Linked DNA regions of Mus musculus: region 2 is linked to region 1. Evidence: chromatin contacts called from public HiChIP or PLAC-seq data. All regions are on one chromosome and are shown on one strand. Each heading gives the region's core, a stretch centred on a gene start, on an enhancer-like site or on the middle of the called end of the contact. The rest is flanking DNA. Distances are from core to core; before and after follow the strand shown.

Region 1 (2,700 bases), core at 126-2,625:
TGTGTGTATATATATGTGTATGTGTGTATTATATATATGTATATATGTATGTGTGTGTATTATATATATATGTATATATATGTATGTGTGTGTGTTTATGTGTATTATATATTTACACACACATACACAAATATATGTATATGTATATTTGGAAGAGTGCAGAAAAGGGGTATATGGGAGGGCTTGGGGGTAAGAAAGGGAAGGAAGAAATAATATATTATAATCTCAAAAGTAAGAGAATAATGAAAAATAGCATACAATACAGTAACAGAGCTATAGCTATACACACACATACAGTATTTGAATCTGGCTTGTCAGAAGAGATGTGCAGATCCCTCCCAAGAGCCACGTGCCACATAATTATATAATGGCCAATGAGAGACCACACAAATGATAGCAGTTGAGTAAACGTATAACAGTGGAAATACTTTTGTTAACCAGCGATGTCCCAGCTGTCAAATGTTTAGATGCCTAGGTACTTGCCATCCCATTGTTTTGCCTGTAAGATGCTGTGCTGATTTGAGGCCTAGAGCCAATTGACTATGTCCTAGAACTGAGCTGCACAGCGCGGTTTACCACCTAGAGTTGCTTAAGCACACTCACTGGTGTTCACCCAGCAATAAGATGATCTAGCGTTGCATTTCTCGGAGTATATCCCTAGTTAAATAATACCTGTGTATAGTTTATTTAAAGTGCTGTGAAGCTGGTTGTGATGGGGCATGACACAGAGCCTCTGTGGGAGCTGATGGGCACTGTACAGCTCTAAGGGATACCGTTAATATTGTGGCAACTGGAGATTTGCACGTATGTATTCGGAGGACAGTGTGTCAGAAGATGCCAACACATTCCTTTATTCTAACAAACCCTGTCTATGGCAGGGGTGCTCTAGAAAAATGGAAGTAAGCTGTAGAACAAGGGGAGTTTCTTTTCTAATTTTTACAGAGGCAATGTAAGCTAGCAGGAGACCTGCCAATTCAGCTTTCTGTGGGAGTTCTACTTTGCTGCGAAAAATAATATACTTCGTTATCCCAGACGAAAGAATGGGGATAAGAGCCAAGAGAGAAATAGAATGTATTTCATAATTCATGAATATGGAAAAAGACTCCTCCGTGAAAGGGATGCTCTTGAATATCCTTCTCATCTTGAAGCTGCTGCCAATAGCTGTTATGTCTGCTGCCATCCTTCTCAGGTGGAGAAATGATTGAGGAGGTACAAGCTTGCCAACATGGGTCCAGCAGGCAGCAATTAGGGTCTGCAGAAGGATCCAGTTGGCTGGGTATGGTGGACGTTCAGCTGGTACTGGTTTGGGGTTGGGAGGTGGTGTGCTATTCTTAGGCATGAGGATGCACTTAGCGTGTGCTGTCCTCGGGAACTGGTTTTCTGGAGGCAAGGGTTGTTCACGAAGCTTAGCGTTGGCTCTGTGAACAGCTTTGCTGGCTCACGGTTAGGTTCTTGAATTGAGCCAGTTCACACATGTTCTTGCAGCTTTCCATTGTTACTTCCATTGTGTTGTTTAGAAAGTCTACAGCTTCAATGCAGCTGCATCTGAATAGTAACTGAATAAAGGGCGTGACATTTTCTCCTTGGCCCATTTGGATGTGGCAGGATCGGTGCTGCAGCTGGCAGAGGACTCTTCCGAATGAGCAGAGCAGGAGAGAGAATGCAGCTGCCGATGGGGCGGGAGGTGGAGGAAGTACGCTTTTTATGTTCAGCTGATAAACTCTTGGGTTGTTCACCTTGTGTTTGCATGTGCCCCAATTAGTAATTTCCAGTGGCTTGCCTAGAGGCACTTACTTACCTAGAGGCTTGCCTGTAGTCTTACCTAGAGGGTTTGTTTATTTATTTATTTATTTATTTATTTTGTGATATCATTTTTGTAGCTTTGACTATAGCAAGATTTTCAATGGAGTGTAAGTTGTGTTTTAAGGGAAAACAGTTTGATCATGAAGTTTGCAAATAATATGCTAAAACTGAATGATAGGATTACAATGTCATAGCGATATAATGGTAAGAAAATGTATTTGTTTATATCTCTATATATACATATATATGTATAAGTGCATGTATATATACGGCATATTACATAGTTAGTAGAACATTTAGTTTGGGCCCATGCACAGCATCCAGTTAGCACTTACACAGCTTACCAATGAAGGTCACATAGTTTTGCTTTCACAGATGTGGACCGTGAGGCTACGTATGTTTATTTTCACATTTCTGGGAAGCAGAAGGGATGGATCTGGTCAGTGGCCTCCTCAAGCACTTGTGCAGAACAATCACATTTCTGAGTGTGTGCCCTGAGGATATTTGAATGTTGCTACTTTTCTGTTGACTCTCTGTCTTAGTTTCCTTTCCTGTTGGCTGTGACACAACATCCTGACCAAAGCAACACAAGGGAGAAGGACTTGACTTGGTTCCCCATCATCATGTTGGAAATTCAGTGTCAGGAGCTGGCCACATTGCATCTGCAGTCCACAGACAGGGAATGGTTCCTCTCACAATTACCACGTGTCTTCTCTAGGCAGTTTACACAGTTAAGACACTACCCACAGCATGGCCGGAGACCCATCTCCTGGATAACTCTAGGTGCTGTCAGCTTGGCAATGAGCATTACCACAGTGAGCTGCCATCGAGTTGCTTGAGGGTGAGGGTTTTTCTAGGATGCTGGACTATTCATGCCAGAATGACCTTGGTGGGACA
Region 2 (2,700 bases), core at 155-2,654, 1.1 Mb after region 1:
TCTCCTTTGTGAATACTTAAAGCCAAGGCATTTTTAGTAACCACGAACATACAGCTCTAATTACACTGGTCATTGTAAGAGCAAGCATTGACTTATTCCAGCTTGGACCCCCTGCCCCCTGCCCCCTCCCCCCACCCCCTTCTCCCCACCCCACTCCCCTGCCGCCAACTCCGGTAGTAAAAAGGAAAGCAGACTTATATTAGGGGGCAGAGACTTGACATATGACAAATTGTTAAAAAGAGAGAGAGAAGAAGAAGAAGAGTAGGAGGAGGAGGAGGAGGAAGAGGAGGAGAAGGAGGAGGAGGAGGAGGAGGAGGAGGAGGAGGAGGAGGAGGAGGAGGAGGAGGAGAAAAGAAAAACAAAGGCTGGATGGAGTCGTGATAGAATGACCCCATTTTTAGGATCTAGAACTTTCTAGCATCTACTTGCTGAGGTGCAAAAGAGGAGGTACAAGAACACACAGAACACACGGGGCTGGGGGGCTGCCATCTTTCGGTGGCTACTTGAGTGTAGCAGGGGAAAATTCAAAGGGAGGAATCCCTTTGGTTCTCCAATTCCAAGTCACAGGGAACAGTAAGGGACAGTATGAGGGAACAAAGATTCAGAGTACCTGTGATGGCTAATGCTGTCCACTTGAAAACACAATCTTAGGGAATAGATCTGTTTTTTGACTAGGGTCATTCAGGTGGGAGGACCCACACTAAATGTAGGGAGCACCATCCCATGGGCTAGAATCCCACACTACAAAAACAAACTGAACACCAACATCCACCTTTCCCTACTTCCGAGTTGTTGACACAATGTGACCAGCTGTCCCACACTCCTGCTGCCATGCCTGCCCCTCCACACTGTGAGCCCAAATCAATCAAGTTTCTTTGACCAGGTATTTTGTCTCACCAATGAGGAAAGTCAGAAATCTAGCCTCTGTCACCATAGAGGTACCACCCCTCTTGGGAAGCCTACTGACTCTGTGATAGGCAAACAAATCACATCACATGTAGCTGCTAGTTTTACATAAAATTGGGGACAGATCTTTGGCAAGGCTCTTTAGAACAAAAGATACAAAATATTTCAACCAATTAGTGTAGGCTTCCAAATTAAGTGGTTAAAAACTGTTACATTTTAACACCTACAAATTACATTATTCATGACACCAGTGTTCTCCACTGGCAAAATCTGTATCTAATTTGGTTAATGAAGTATTTAAATATTACTGACTGTGTGGAGCTTCAAGTTCAGAATTCCAAAGTTTTTTTTTTTTAACTGAGAGCTGTCAAGTAGACCCAGAAAAGGGCAAGAAACCAAGAGCTACTGAGATCTAGTGAGATCTGTTTGCAGCAAAGTACCCCCATCTCTTCTTCCTGACTAAAATGGAGCTGGACCCTACACTGGGAACAGGGGAAGAGGAGCCTGCCAGGAGTCCTGTGGTTTCCCCGTATCCCTGTCAACACAGAGCCTGGGGTGGACTGTGCTCTGTTTAAAAAAATCTCTCCAATTTACAAAGCATTTACTCTTTGCTAAACACTGTGCTAAGGATGAGGAACACATATTATTTCTTTTTAAAGTGTGTTAGAGGGGATGTATCTGTGGGGATGCGTGTGTGTGGAGGCTGGGGGATAACCTTGGGTCAGCCCTTGAAATGTTGTTTAACTCCTTTGAGACAGGGCTCTTCATTGACCTGGTATTTACAAATTTAGATAGGCTGGCTGGCCAGCAAGGCCCAGGGATCTCTTGTCTACCTCCCCAGTTCTGGCATTATTATTATTATAAGTGTACGTTAACACATCCTGTTATCTTCCTCTTCCTCCTCCCCCTCTTCTTCTTCATCTTCCCCACCTCCTCCTTTTTAATGTGGGTCATTGGGATAAAGTGTGGGTTCTTAGACTTACAGGGCGAGTGGTTTACCAACTAAGCAACTCCCTCAGCCTCATACATCTTACGAAACAAACAAGAAACAATCATTGCCCATGCAGAGGTGAGCAAACAGAACATGTAATAACTGGTTGAGGTCTTTGTGCTGTTAAGTGTGGTGGCCCAGCCTACAGTCCAGCCCCAGAGCTCACCCTCTTGGCACTGATTTTAGGGAAATGTCCAGCTCTCCTTCTTGCAATGTGTGCATTCTACAGGTGACTTGCAGAAGGCAGGCTTGTTAGGAACACCTGCAAACTCTGCTGGGAAAGTCTGAGCCCACAGGGTAAACTGCCCACCCAGTTTGAGACCTCGATGGGAAATTGGAGTCCTCCCTAAGAACTCAGCATCTCTGAACTACGGTCCTCTGAACTATAGCCCATGGAGCATGTCAACACAGCTTCCAGACCAATTACTTTCCTTCAGTCTAGGGGATAAATGAAAGGCACGAGGGGAGGGGTGATGAGAGAGGAGAGTGGAGCCAAGGCTTTGGGAGCTTGCAGGAAGATGAGCGAATCTCTGCACAGATCCCAAAGTGAAAATGATGGCAGTAGAATTTTTACGAAAAGCAATGAGTGGTGTTAGCAAGAGGAAAATCACAGACTAAAAAACAAAACAGAGAGAGAGACAGAGAGAGAGAGAGAGAGAGAGAGAGAGAGAGAGAGAGAGAGAGAGAGAAGCCACTTTACCTTAAGAATTAGTAGCTTACCCCAGTGTTGAAACAAAATAAGGCACCCAAGCCTCTAAATGTGACATGTACTTAAGGTTTTATTTCTGATTAATTACTTTCAG

What was found. HiChIP or PLAC-seq counts read pairs in DNA pulled down with a chosen protein or histone mark.
Region 2: a contact with region 1 is called in an H3K27ac HiChIP or PLAC-seq map of VIP interneurons, with 5 times the contacts expected there. The contact joins two enhancer-like sites. A contact is called at or near these places in 1 of 15 datasets of contacts at CTCF or cohesin (the NIH/3T3 cell line), 3 of 484 Hi-C or Micro-C datasets (embryonic fibroblasts, neural progenitor cells and ventricular fibroblasts) and 1 of 115 datasets of contacts at active chromatin or transcription factors (VIP interneurons).

The regions. Positions count from the first base shown.
Region 1 is chr14:27,797,371-27,800,070 of GRCm38.p6, forward strand. The region is part of intron 4 of Erc2 (ELKS/RAB6-interacting/CAST family member 2); the gene reads left to right. Among named protein-coding and RNA genes, the nearest start is that of Gm45645, 42 kb to the right of the region's middle. Within about 2 kb of position 1,376, at least 12 of the 459 cell types and tissues checked have an H3K27ac peak or open chromatin away from gene starts, as enhancers often do. A contact at or near this core is called in VIP interneurons, where this site is marked.
Region 2 is chr14:28,931,972-28,934,671 of GRCm38.p6, forward strand. The region is part of intron 35 of Cacna2d3 (calcium channel, voltage-dependent, alpha2/delta subunit 3); the gene reads right to left. Among named protein-coding and RNA genes, the nearest start is that of Lrtm1, 85 kb to the right of the region's middle. Within about 2 kb of position 1,405, at least 3 of the 459 cell types and tissues checked have an H3K27ac peak or open chromatin away from gene starts, as enhancers often do. A contact at or near this core is called in VIP interneurons, where this site is marked.